Linked DNA regions of Oryzias latipes: region 2 is linked to region 1. The links are chromatin contacts, called in public Hi-C maps. All regions are on one chromosome and are shown on one strand. The core of a region is the stretch at or near the end of the contact, and the rest is flanking DNA. Distances in the headings are between cores, read along the strand shown.

Region 1 (5,997 bases), core at 1,592-4,091:
TTACTTGAAATAAAACATTTACATTCCATAAATACACTTTGATAACTCTCAGCCACCTATTGACTAAGATCTAAAAAGTCACCACACTGTAAAGCTGTCAGACCTCTGAAGCTGAACTTTATGAAGTGATCTCGCCCCTGCATCATGGTGCTGATCTGGGGGCTGGAATGATTTTGTTGATGAATTTGAAGTCTGTCATGTCCCTAAAATCATAGTAAAGATGTTAAGGGGGCAATTGTTGGCGCTGGTGGGGTGTATTTTAGTACTCAACAACTGTTTTCCTTTCAGTTAAGGAGTGAAAGCAAAATATACATTTTCTTTAACTGCTCTCTGATTACCAGACTTCATCCAGAAAATTATCTACTTTTTATTTTATTTTTTGTTTTGTAGTTAGGAAAAGACCTGTTTTCCGTTTTTTTCTCCTTGTCAGAAGAAAAAAACAACAAATGTAAGCATTCATGGGACCATTTATACTTCATGCTTATGCCATGAGTCACACGGACCCAATAGTCAGGCATGGCAAGCAGCTCTTAGTGTTAGGAGTTCCTAAAACAGGGCCTTCATTAAGTTCATGACGAGGGAACACACTTGGAAAGCAGATTTGAAGGAGATTCCTCCCTTGACCTCCTTTCTCCAACCACATTTCTCTTTCTTTTCTCCCACATCCACTTCATATTTATCTCTTCATTTTGCTGTTCTTACTTCCACTTTAAAGGATCAAGAGTCTTTAAAATTGGTCTTTGAAGATAGCCATCATGTGAAACCTCCTTAAGTGCCTTTCCTTTTTTTTTGTTCAGTGGCAGGGTGGGGCGTCTCTTCAGCATGAGGATGTTTTGTGTGTTTTGAACCATAACGGTCTTTTCTTCATCACTCACGTTGCACATCGGCTACGTTTAACAAGGGGTTCCTCTTAAGCCTTCCATGCATTATAAGGAGCTGCCCTTGAAAGCTCTTCACATAGCTCAATCAAAGGTTGCAACTTAAAATTGCAATTCAAATGCTAAGCTGAAGCTTGATTTGTTATGCAGAAATCCTTAATTTTTGAACTCTTCTTTTTTTTTATTGCCATCTGTTGTTTTTTTCTCTATTATTCAGTTTCTCATTTCAATTACTTTTGATTGAAAGTTTAACAAGAGGCTCTCCATTGTCATGGATAAACTCGAGGCATTCAAGTTATCTGTTTATTTCCCTAATTAAAAGGAAACCTGAGTCCGGCTGCAAACCACTGTGTTTTTGTCCCATACTAGACGGTCATTGTACAGATTACTGTTGTACAGCAGTTATGTTCAGAGGCATATATTTTCTGTGTCCTCTCAATGTTGGGGCGGCTCCATATTTCTGAAGGATTTTGTTACAAAGTGTGTGTTTGTGTTCCAGAATGATATGGGTGGGCTGAGGAGTCTGACCAATAAATGGACAACTTTTCTTAAAGCCAGGCTTGTGTGTTCCATTCCTGGACCGGATGGTGTGGACACACACTTTGATGAGCTCCGTAAGTTACTGAAATTAATAAAACGATGTGCCAAAAGATACATTATTTTATTTTGAAGGAGGACTTGATTAGGATTTAAAGAACTATTATTGGCATACCATTTCACAGTCACATATTTATGATACTATGAACTATGTTTGCTTAAAGCCACAAGAATCCACATCAGTTAAAAAAACTGAAAAAGATAAGCAAAATGAGTCAACAAAATCCAATTTGTGCTATAGTATACATAATAGGTTTGTGCTACAAACATTTTAAAACACTCCTGATCTTTATTTTAAAGAGGACATATTTTTGCTGCCTACCAGAGATGACAAAAACCCAAGAGTTTATGCAGTCTTCACAACATCCAGGTGAGCTACTTTTTCTACTGCTTGTGGGAATGTTTTTCTATAAACTAAATTCCCACTTTAAACATCTTCACTTTATTTCCAGTTCCATTTTCCGTGGCTCAGCAGTGTGCATTTACAGCATGGCAGACATAAGAGCTGCTTTTAACGGACCTTACGCACACAAGGAGGGGCCCGACCACAGATGGGTGGAATATGAGGGGAGAATCCCCTATCCTCGGCCTGGAACGGTACATGCGCTCACAATAACCCACAAACAAAAACAAAACAATGACGGACTGCCTGCCATCTTCATGGTTTTGCTTTCAAACTCCTATAAAAAAACGATATATATTTTTTATTGATAAAGTCCTAAAAACAACGTTAAATCCTAGTTTTAGAATAAAATAATTAGAAAGTTACAGGATTTGTTTTCATCTGCAGATCCATTCCCATAGGTTTTCAAAATCCTATTTAACTCTTTCTTGTAATTTGCAGACAGTGTAACTTTAACAGAAAGTTTGTTTTATTTCTCCTTGGAAACCTGAATGAGATATTTGGTACTTTGTAAACTTCAGGTGCACGGCTAACTGCTCTGTTTGAGCTCCACATTCAACACAGATGTTTCACAAAAAACGTAGTCTCCTGCACTTTTACTTTTGACCACCAGGAGGAGCCACTCACCAATAAATTGTTCAAACCGAAATCAAATAGTTGGCCATTTTAAAAAAAACAACAGAAAAAAATCTAATGATGATAAGATTCTTTTTATATTTTGCTCTCCAGTGCCCTAGTAAAACATATGACCCAAGGATCAAGACCACTAAAGAGTTTCCAGATGAGGTTGTCAGTTTCATTCGATTCCACCCTCTAATGCATCGCTCTGTGCACCCGCTGACTGGCCGGCCTGTGTTTACACATGTTCGAGTGGACTACACCCTGACTCACATTGTGGTGGACAAAGTCTTGGCCGATGATGGGCATTATGATGTTATGTTCCTGGGAACAGGTAAGACACTTTCTGGTTTCTTATATTTAACCAGCAGAGGGCAGTAGATTACTTTTCGTAGATCATCCAAAGGGAAATGTTTTGTCTTGAAAAACATTTTCAAGGGCATCTTTATTTGATACCATAAATAGATTTAATATATACATGTTTCCTTTCTGTCTCTGTGTTGCAGATGTTGGCTCAGTTCTGAAGGTGGTGAGCATCACTCAAGAGACCACAGAGGAGGTGATCCTTGAGGAGCTTCAGGTGTTCCAGGTTGGGTAAACAACATAAACACCAACACACACACATAGACAACCATTTGGCACACTTGTCTTAAAAGTGGCTGTTCTTAAGAAAGCTGTGAAATACTCATCACACCTTTATTATGTAAACTCTGTGATGCTTATGGATTTTATGTGGCGCTAATTAACACATTCTTCTAATGTTATTCTTCAAGCCACGCCATAGTAATAACTGTTTATTGTGGTGCTAAAGTTTGTTTTGCTCTTCTGCAGGTTCCATCTCCCATCCTCAGTCTGGAAATTTCATCCAAAAAGGTCTTGTTCTCCATTTGACAATATACAACCTTTGTGGTCATTCATGCCATGTACATTTAGTACAAATACCTTATTTGTTAAAAAAGAAACTGTTTCCTTTTTAATCTTTTTACCTACAAGTATTCAAATGAGCTCCCTCTTTGACACTCTCCACGTTTCCTTGTGGTGTTTCTCACCCTTACCTCTCATTAACTGAGGGTCACAAATGTCAGCAGACACTTCAACCCCAATTAAAGCCTCCATTAATCTCCAGCCAGGTTTGACCTGTAAAAACGTCAGTGTTGCTAGTATTTCCTAGCAAATGAGACTGAATTGGATTTGTAAAAAATGGTTTGAACACATGATTTGAATGCTGACAGTCTTACAGTTATGAGCAGACTGACATGAAATAACTGTATCCTTCATCTCCAGCGGTCATTTTATCACATTTGAGTACGGCATTCCCTTGTTATATCACGGTTCCCCTTTTTGCGGTTTCGCAGATTTTGGATGCTTTAATTTCTTTTTCAGTGCACTGTGTTCTGCGTCCAGATTGGCTGTTGATCTCGTCCATCAGTCTCTTCTGCACTGTTGCTCCTGTACAGAGACGTGGCACATGCAGTTCACCAGAGTTATAGAAATCTTCAATCGCAAGCAGATCTTTGTTTTCATTATTTAATACTGGACTTAAAGAAAGAAAAAAAGTGCAAACATGTTTATGTATGTCTTAGAAAGGTGTATAAAGTGAGGGGTTTTAAAAGCCTAAACATCTGTAATCCTACTTCCCGGATTTCACCCACTGCGTGTTATTTATGGAACATTTCTACTGCATTTAAAACTAACCAAAGTGCTTTTAAAGCCTTTTTTTTTTCATCGGCTTTAGCTCTGTGCATATTTTAAATGTGTTTGTTTTTTACCTCTTCCTTCTTTTAATACAGCAACATCTCTACGTGGGCTCCAGAGAGGGCCTTACACAGGTGTCTTTGAGCAGATGTCACCTGTACGGTCAGGCCTGCGCTGAATGCTGCCTGGCACGAGACCCTTACTGCGCCTGGGATGGACACTCATGCTCAAGATACATCCCTGCATCCAAGAGGTGGGACAAATGGCAGCCAATGCCAGATGTGCTTTAAAATCTCTCTCTTGTTTGGGTATGTCCACTTCCACTTGTTGACAATAAGAGGGGGGCAAGGTACTTTACCACTTGAGTCACTCACCATTTGCGATTACCCCAGAGATGTGAAATGTGTAATGCCTGATTTGTTCAGCAAAGAAATAAAAAGTCATTTTAAAAGCAAACTGATTACATTTGATGATTAGATTTTTTTTATTTGCAGATGTGGTCCCCCCGATGCGTCTGCATGTTTTCTTGTCTCCAGAGTTTAGCTAAGTTAGAGCTAAAGCGGTTGTTTTGTGTTTGAGGGTGCCTGCCCGCACATATCTCATCTCTACATAATCTATACACTGCTGTTAGGGGTCACACTGCCAGGTTATTAGCCAGCAGGGATGCTGTTATTGTTTTGGCATCAGTAGAGACTTTGCTTTTGGTCCCCAGTGGTCTTTGAAAACAGATCTCAAGTCAGTGTGGGCTGCAGATGTCCCATCAAACAGGGCTTAAAGGAAGCGGAGGAAGAAATCAATACAAACTAAAGGAGCCCAAGTGCGCAACACCAAATATGTTGTGGAGTAGCAATGTGGCACTTTAATAGATAAATTAGAGTTTTAGGGTTGTACTGTGCTGCTGGGAAATGATTTTATATGTATTTTTTGGCAAAAATCAGAAATATGTGAGGTGAAAAGTTACCTACTGAAGTTATGCAACTCCCAATTAAACAGTACAAATAGCTTTAAATACCAGGGAGTGTTCCAAAGTTAATATGATTTGGTGACTTTTGACTTTGTTGCATAAACTTAGGTCAGAAAAAACTTTAGAAGCCTAAAAGGAAAAAAAAAATCAATGTTAACCATGTTTCATGGATATTTCTCTTTCTTAAAAAGGTTTGAATTCTTCTTAGTAGCATTCCGAGAGTTTCAATGTTGTTCCCCACTGCAAAGCATGCTTGTTGAGGTTTAAAAAAAAAGGTAAAAAGTAGTTTAACAGTATTTAGATGAACCTCTGCTTTCATACGCTGTGTGAAATGAGCTGAATAAGACTATCTTTAATCTTGTGTCTATGTTTGCATTCCAGAAGAGCCAGAAGACAGGACATCAAGCATGGAGATCCTGCTATGCAGTGTTGGGACACAGAGGACAGTATGTATATGCTTTATTCACTCAGTCTGCCTATGTAATGTCTTATCATGTTTAGTTGGTAAAATGTAGACTGTTTTTCTTTTTGTCTTTTTTGTTTCAGTTATTGGTCGGGGACAAATAGAAGAGAAGGTTCTTTATGGAATTCAAAACAACTCCACTTTTCTCGAATGTAACCCCAAATCCCAGCAGGCGCAGATCCGGTGGTACATTCAGAGATCGGGATCGGAACACAGAGAGGAGGTCAGTTATCTCATAAATCAATACACATGTTCACACTGGAACCATCAATAGCAAAACCTTATCTCTTCAAAGTAGCTTCAAAAAGGACAAACACAATGCGATATGTTGAAAAGTTGGTTGTAGGCTACATGTTTGAACTAAAGAGATGTGAAAAGA
Region 2 (6,048 bases), core at 2,271-4,770, 80 kb after region 1:
TTCAGCCTGTACTGCTTTTCCATGTGTTCCCCCATGTTTTAATTCTTTAGGTTTGGTGATGTATAAATTTTACGTGAGATTCCAGTAGGAGCATAAATCATTAAAAAAAAGAAACTGCAGTTAAGTACATGTTAGAAACAGATGTTTAGTCTATACCACTCACCATGATTATTACATCAATCCTTATTTTGTCTGCCAACGGTAATCATAGTGTGTTTAAAACAAACAGTCTGGACAGAGACAAGACTAATTTGAAAAACTGCATGCTCTTTTTTTCTATACTTTTACTATATCAAAAGTGAAATTGCTGCAAAATGGCAAAAAAAAAAGACAACTGGAGGATAAGTTAGTATTTTGATGTGTGCACATATTTTTCTATTCCAGCTCACATGTGGAAGGTTTTGCCAATATATACCTGAATTCATTGACATACACCAGCAATCAAGCAGGCAAACCTTCACTCACTTACCTGTAGGTCATGTGATGGTTACTATGATGATGGATGTGAACATGCAGGAAACCAGATGGTCACTTTCCCATATCTCTCAAGAATTGTAACCCATTCCTCCTCTTCACCATCTGTGACTTTCGGAAGACCGTTTGGAGAAGGGTTTTCCATTACTAACATACAACTAAAAATTACGAGCCATAAGCTGAATCACAGGAAGAGCAGAATGCCAGAATATTGACCACATAGTCCTACGCTTCGATGCCACACACATTCATGCGAGACAGGCACCTACTTACAGCCTCACAAGAGGGGTTAGTAGCACTCTGAAGGGTGTTTGGGATAAAACAGAACATATACAGAGGTTTTTCCGTTATCCACCAACACATGTTAAAAGTGATTCAAAATGTTTTTGGACATAGTGAATATTATGCTTCTTGTTGCAAACTCAGCAAAGTCATCAGTGGCATTTCTGGCTTTCTAGTTAAAGAGACCATCACTTTGCATTCTCCATTCAGTCATCTGTGGCTCATAAGCAGGCACTCCCTCTCTCAGCGTGGTATCACACACAAGGAAACTGAATCTGAAGAAACAGGATAAAGATCCATGTGTCTCGAGGTTTTCTTATCTACATCTTATTTTTGGAATCAAGGAAATACATACCGCCAAATGCCTTTCAGTGCTAACTGAGAAGAGTGCGTGTAACTGTGTGCGTGTCTCTGTGTGCGTGTACAGCTTTAACTGGCATATGACCGCCACCTGTGTAAACGGTTGGAGTATATCATGGCTCTGAAACACTGGATCCTCAGAGCACTGCTCTTGCTGCTGCTGGAGACCAGAGAAGTACATGACCTCCGTGTGGTAGGGGGGTTGGAAAGACGGGGTGGTGAAACAGCAGGTGGTCGGCTGTAGGTCAGTTAAAATGGGTTAACATGCATAAATGTATAAATGCATGTATAGGTTTCCAATGTCCTGTTTTTAAATTTCTCATTTCCCTTCCCTTTCCTGCTGTCATGCATACTGCAGTGCACTGCATGTAGATGACAGTCTTTATATTGACACAAAAAACAAAGTGAGAATGGTTCAGGCCGTGAGGGTTTGGGACTGTCTCTGCAGGTCAAACAGGAGGTGAGAAAGGCTTCTGTTCCACGGGGTGGCTGTGGACACAACATGAGCATGAATGAAAATATTTTCCCATGTTCAGTGACCATGAAAGGAACACCGCTAGACATTTGGACATGGCTTGTTCAAACAAACACTGGGCATTAGCACTCAATCAAACTCAAATTGAAAAACTACAAAAGCACATTAAGACTATCTGACAAGATCTAGAGGTAGAATTCTCAGTGTAGTTAACACTTCTGAAATTTGATGCATGCAGAGCAAGTATGCTGCTGAGCCAGTGTGCCTGCAACGCACACTGAATGAAGATTTGATGTACCGACAGAATTCCAGGGACACAGATAAAAAAAAGAAAAGAATTTCAATGAAGGTATTAAAAACGTGGGTGTTTGGCTGCTGCAGTTATTATGTGTGGGAGTGCTGCATGGGAGGCTCCTCAGTGCAAGCCAGGAGAATATGAACAGAGACGTGGCAGTCTTATTATTTGTATTCTGAGGCATATGTCTGGCCGATTGATGATATCAAATCCGGGGAAAAAATAGCAGAAGGAAATGTCCATTTGTCCACTTCAAATGCTATCATTCATAGATTGGGTCTTGTTTAAAAGCAGCTGAGAGACCTGTTTTATATGGGAACAAAGGCAGAACAGTTTTTGGTGTCTTGGGTAAGTCTGATAAAAATACACATCACTTTGATAGTAACAGCTCCAGGATGGCTGGCGCTGAACAGTTGCCTCACTCTTAACAACAGACGAGTCTACAATTGCACCACGCAATGCAATAAGAGGAATAATAAGTTACAAGACCTCCGCACACAATGTCCTTCTGTTGTGGTTGGAAACAGGTGCAACGTGGGAGTTGCAGTCAGACACTGGATCCCAGGGTGGTGCAGGGGCGTAGGGTGCTTAAGCAGCTGCTGCAGTCCAATCATTTGCAATTCCACATTACTGCACTTTAAATGCTGGTTATTTGGCAATGGGAACTGATTTCCACACAACTTTGGATGTAACTCTGTCAACATTATTTGTTTGCTGTAATTCTGACAGTATTGTGGAGATATGCCACATAAATCTTTGTAATTAAAACACTTAAATAAAAAGGTGGAATTTTTAAACAAGTGAACACACTTGCAGTCATGAGACAGACAGAGAAAAAAAATTGTATCATACTGTGGGCTGCACAAGAGACAGAGCTTTTACGGGGTTCTCATTTGGGGATAAGCCATTTGCAACTTCTCTTGTAAAACGAGTTATATCTTGCACATTTTTTATGCCTCCGAAGCAATCGTCAAACATAAATTATCACAAATCATTATTTCCATATTTCAGGTCTACAAGAAGATTTGAATGTACATGCAGAAACTGTATTTTGATAGAATAGCTGTAAACTGACAAGAGAAAATGTTTGATTTAGGGAGTGGAAGAAAAGTGTGTCATATACCCACAGGAAAAAGCTGACAACTAGGTTTAAGAAAACTGAGGAGTGTGAGAGACGGTCAGAAAGGTAAACAGCAGTAGAAATGAAACAGGAAAACCAAGAAAAAAAAAATACAAAAAGTGAACCTTGTGGAGGAAAATCCATGGTAACAGTGATAATCACTGTCCACATGGAAACGAGTACAAAGACGAATCATTGAAAGTCAAAGGAGAGCCAGTTAACCTTGGTTGAAGTTCATGTAAGTGCAGCGCCAGTTGAGAATAGTGGAAGAGAAGCAGGGGGTGGTCCAAAGAGGGGCACGGAAGGTTTATTTTATTTTATTATGGGAGGGGAATGTCTTATAGAATCTGACTAAGAAACGCAGCTGCCCAAAAAAAGAGAGAGATCTGAAGGCAGTCTACAAAGAGAGGGCAGACAATTTTCAGCCCTATTTCAGAGAAACACACCCTCCACAATTCCTGCAAGAACCACAGACTTTGCCACACTTAACCCCCCTAGTTTTGGTGGATGGCCTCAGATCAGTAGCTGTGGGAGAAACCATTTTCACTTACTGACACAGGTTGGAACTGAGGTGTGGATCCTCCCTGATTGCTTGAGCATGAGCAGAGTTAGGAGCGAAAGCTTCACTTTCTTCTCCAGTGAAGAGAGACCACACGCTAGACACAAGATCTTCCTACTCCTCCCCTCTTCCTGGGCTCTTGTCCAGAGAATGACTGGCTCCAGAGGACCCAGGAACACAGACTGAGGACAGTGTACAGCAGCTCCAGCTCTTTTTTTGCCAGCCTGCTGGGACAGCCTTTGCAAATTAGCAGCTTCAACACCTTTTTGGAATTCAAGGCACATTTTTTTTAAATATGTTTTTTTTCTTCAGATGAGATACGGAGATTCCAAGCTTTATGTTTTGACAGTCAAACAAACAAACAGACGGACTGACATATGGACAGAAAGCAGTGAGCACTGCGGCGTGAATGCAGCAACTGGACTTCTCTTCTCCCTGGTTGCTAAGACCAAACAAGGATAATAGCCAAAGCATATCCTTTCCACCAAGGTAGTGGGTGGATGCAGCTTTCAGCAGACTGCTATAGGAGGAGAGCAGTGACTGAAAAGAGACTGCAGGGATACATTTAGCTGATCCATACTGAAGGGATCCTCATGAAATGGATTGTTACTTTAGTGTAAACTCATGCAGGAAATTCAAGCCCATCTACTCGTAAACATTATTTGAAGGGTCGTGCTGCGCAAAACCCTGTGCTGCTAATACTGAGTGGACTTGCTTTTTTTTTTTCTTTTTCTTTTACCAGATCAGTATAGAATTTAGAAATGATGGCAGGATACATAAGGACTCAGACTTTGCCCCTGATGCTGCTGTTTCCTATTTTGCTTGGCATGACGCACACAGCACACAGCATCTACCCAAGAATAAGACTCTCCCACAAAGGTAAGGAATCCCTAAAGTGCACTTTTTGTAGTTTACTTCAATAATGAGTGCATATGTGGAACAAGTTTAAGTCGTGTTGCACTGATTTTCAGAAAAATGCATTGACTTTTATTTGGCTTAAAATTAAATTTGACTTTTTTGACTGAGATTAGAGGTTGAGAGTGAAACAGGTGCAACAGAACATCATTCTTTCCAGGTCTCTTTTTTTTTTTAAATATTATAAGAACTTGGCAGTTTATATATTTTTTATTTTGGTGTTTAGAAATGTATGCTTTAGTTAGTAGAAGTAAGCTAACCATGCAGAATCCTGATCTCTAAAGTGCTTTTTATTTTTTTCTATTTGCTCACCCTCAGTTTCTGCATCATGAGCTTCGCTGCAGTTTGTTTTGGTCGCTCAGTCATGGTGGCTGAGAATCCACAATGTGTCTTTCTCTCATGCCATGGTGGCAGCAAGTTGGAAGTGTAACGCTTTTTTTTCATTTTCTTTTGGCATAGGAATGTGTCAGAAAGAGAGAGGTGTGTGCATGTGCCTGTTTACGTGTGTGTGGGGGAGTGAGCGATACGGGATGTGCATGCACTGGTATGTGGACTGATTGCTGTGTATCTTTCTGACAATAATGAGGGTTTTATCTCTTCAGATAATACTCTTGAGTAAACACTGTCTTTTTCACACAGTTTCTTTGATCTCAACAAAAACAGAATGTGGTGATTTAACATAAGCCTGTTAGTCATGGTTGGAAATAGGTGAGGAATTCAACTAGTTAGTAAATCAGACAAATGATCCATATATTAGGAGTTTTGTGTTGTTGTTTTTTTCTTTTTTTCTTTATTTTAAATTTATTAGTAATTGTTCTGTGAGGTATGCAAAACAATTGCACTGAGTTTGTTTTGGATTAAAAACAAAATGCAAAAAAGATACATAACATGGGAAATAAACCATAAATACCATTACACTTTTTGAAAAAATAAAAGGATGCAAAGTTTTAGCTGCAATAATTCAAAAATATTTATCAACAGAGAAAAGAAAGGAACATTGCTGATCTTCTTTGTCATCAATGGCACATAGGTATCAGGTGTGGTTGTGGCTCTCATATATCACCTACTTCATTAACTGCCTGAGGGTGGAGGTGCCAAGGTGATTGACAACCCACCGCTGTCTCTGTCTCCTCGCCTTGCTCCTCTGATACGTGTTCTGGCTAGCACAGGGTGCTGTGGAAAGGCTGCACTTGGATCCTATCATTATGGAATGATAAACATCTAAGTCCTAATTCATGCCTCATGGGCTCAACCATTGACTTTTGCACACACCCTTCAGCTCTCACAAAACTGTGCGCACACACAGAGTGAGAGACAGGGGGAATAGTTTCAGTTCTGAGTTTGCCCGGGGCTTTAATGCAATTCAGGAAGAGTGAAGACAGATTTGGCTGCAGCTATAAGACTCGGGGAGCATTACAATAACATCTAGTATGAAAGCAATGTGAAAAGAATACCTTTAGATCCTTGAGAGAAAATAGGTTATTAATAGTTTTGCTGAAATATTTTAAGCCAGATCATTTAAGACAGATCAATAGAAAGCTCAATAAAATCAAGCTCAGCTTTCTTCA

The links. Hi-C and Micro-C count contacts between places; a contact is called where the count stands out from the background.
Region 2: a contact with region 1 is called in a Hi-C map of embryo, with 2.5 times the contacts expected there. The contact joins the promoter of sema3e here to the enhancer-like site in region 1. A contact is called at or near these places in 4 of 5 Hi-C or Micro-C datasets (embryo, fibroblasts and gastrula embryo).

The regions. Positions count from the first base shown.
Region 1 is chr6:19,597,795-19,603,791 of ASM223467v1, forward strand. sema3d (semaphorin-3D) reads left to right here. Exons shown (of 20, transcript XM_011476194.3): 11 at 1,378-1,492; 12 at 1,776-1,845; 13 at 1,928-2,072; 14 at 2,608-2,830; 15 at 3,003-3,085; 16 at 3,328-3,369; 17 at 4,287-4,444; 18 at 5,537-5,601; 19 at 5,702-5,841. Among protein-coding and RNA genes, the nearest start is that of sema3d, 19 kb to the left of the region's middle. Within about 2 kb of position 2,842, at least 1 of the 8 cell types and tissues checked has an H3K27ac peak or open chromatin away from gene starts, as enhancers often do. A contact at or near this core is called in embryo, where this site is marked.
Region 2 is chr6:19,677,506-19,683,553 of ASM223467v1, forward strand. sema3e (semaphorin-3E) reads left to right here and starts at 3,521. Exons shown (of 17, transcript XM_011476202.2): 1 at 3,521-4,444. The coding sequence starts at 4,327.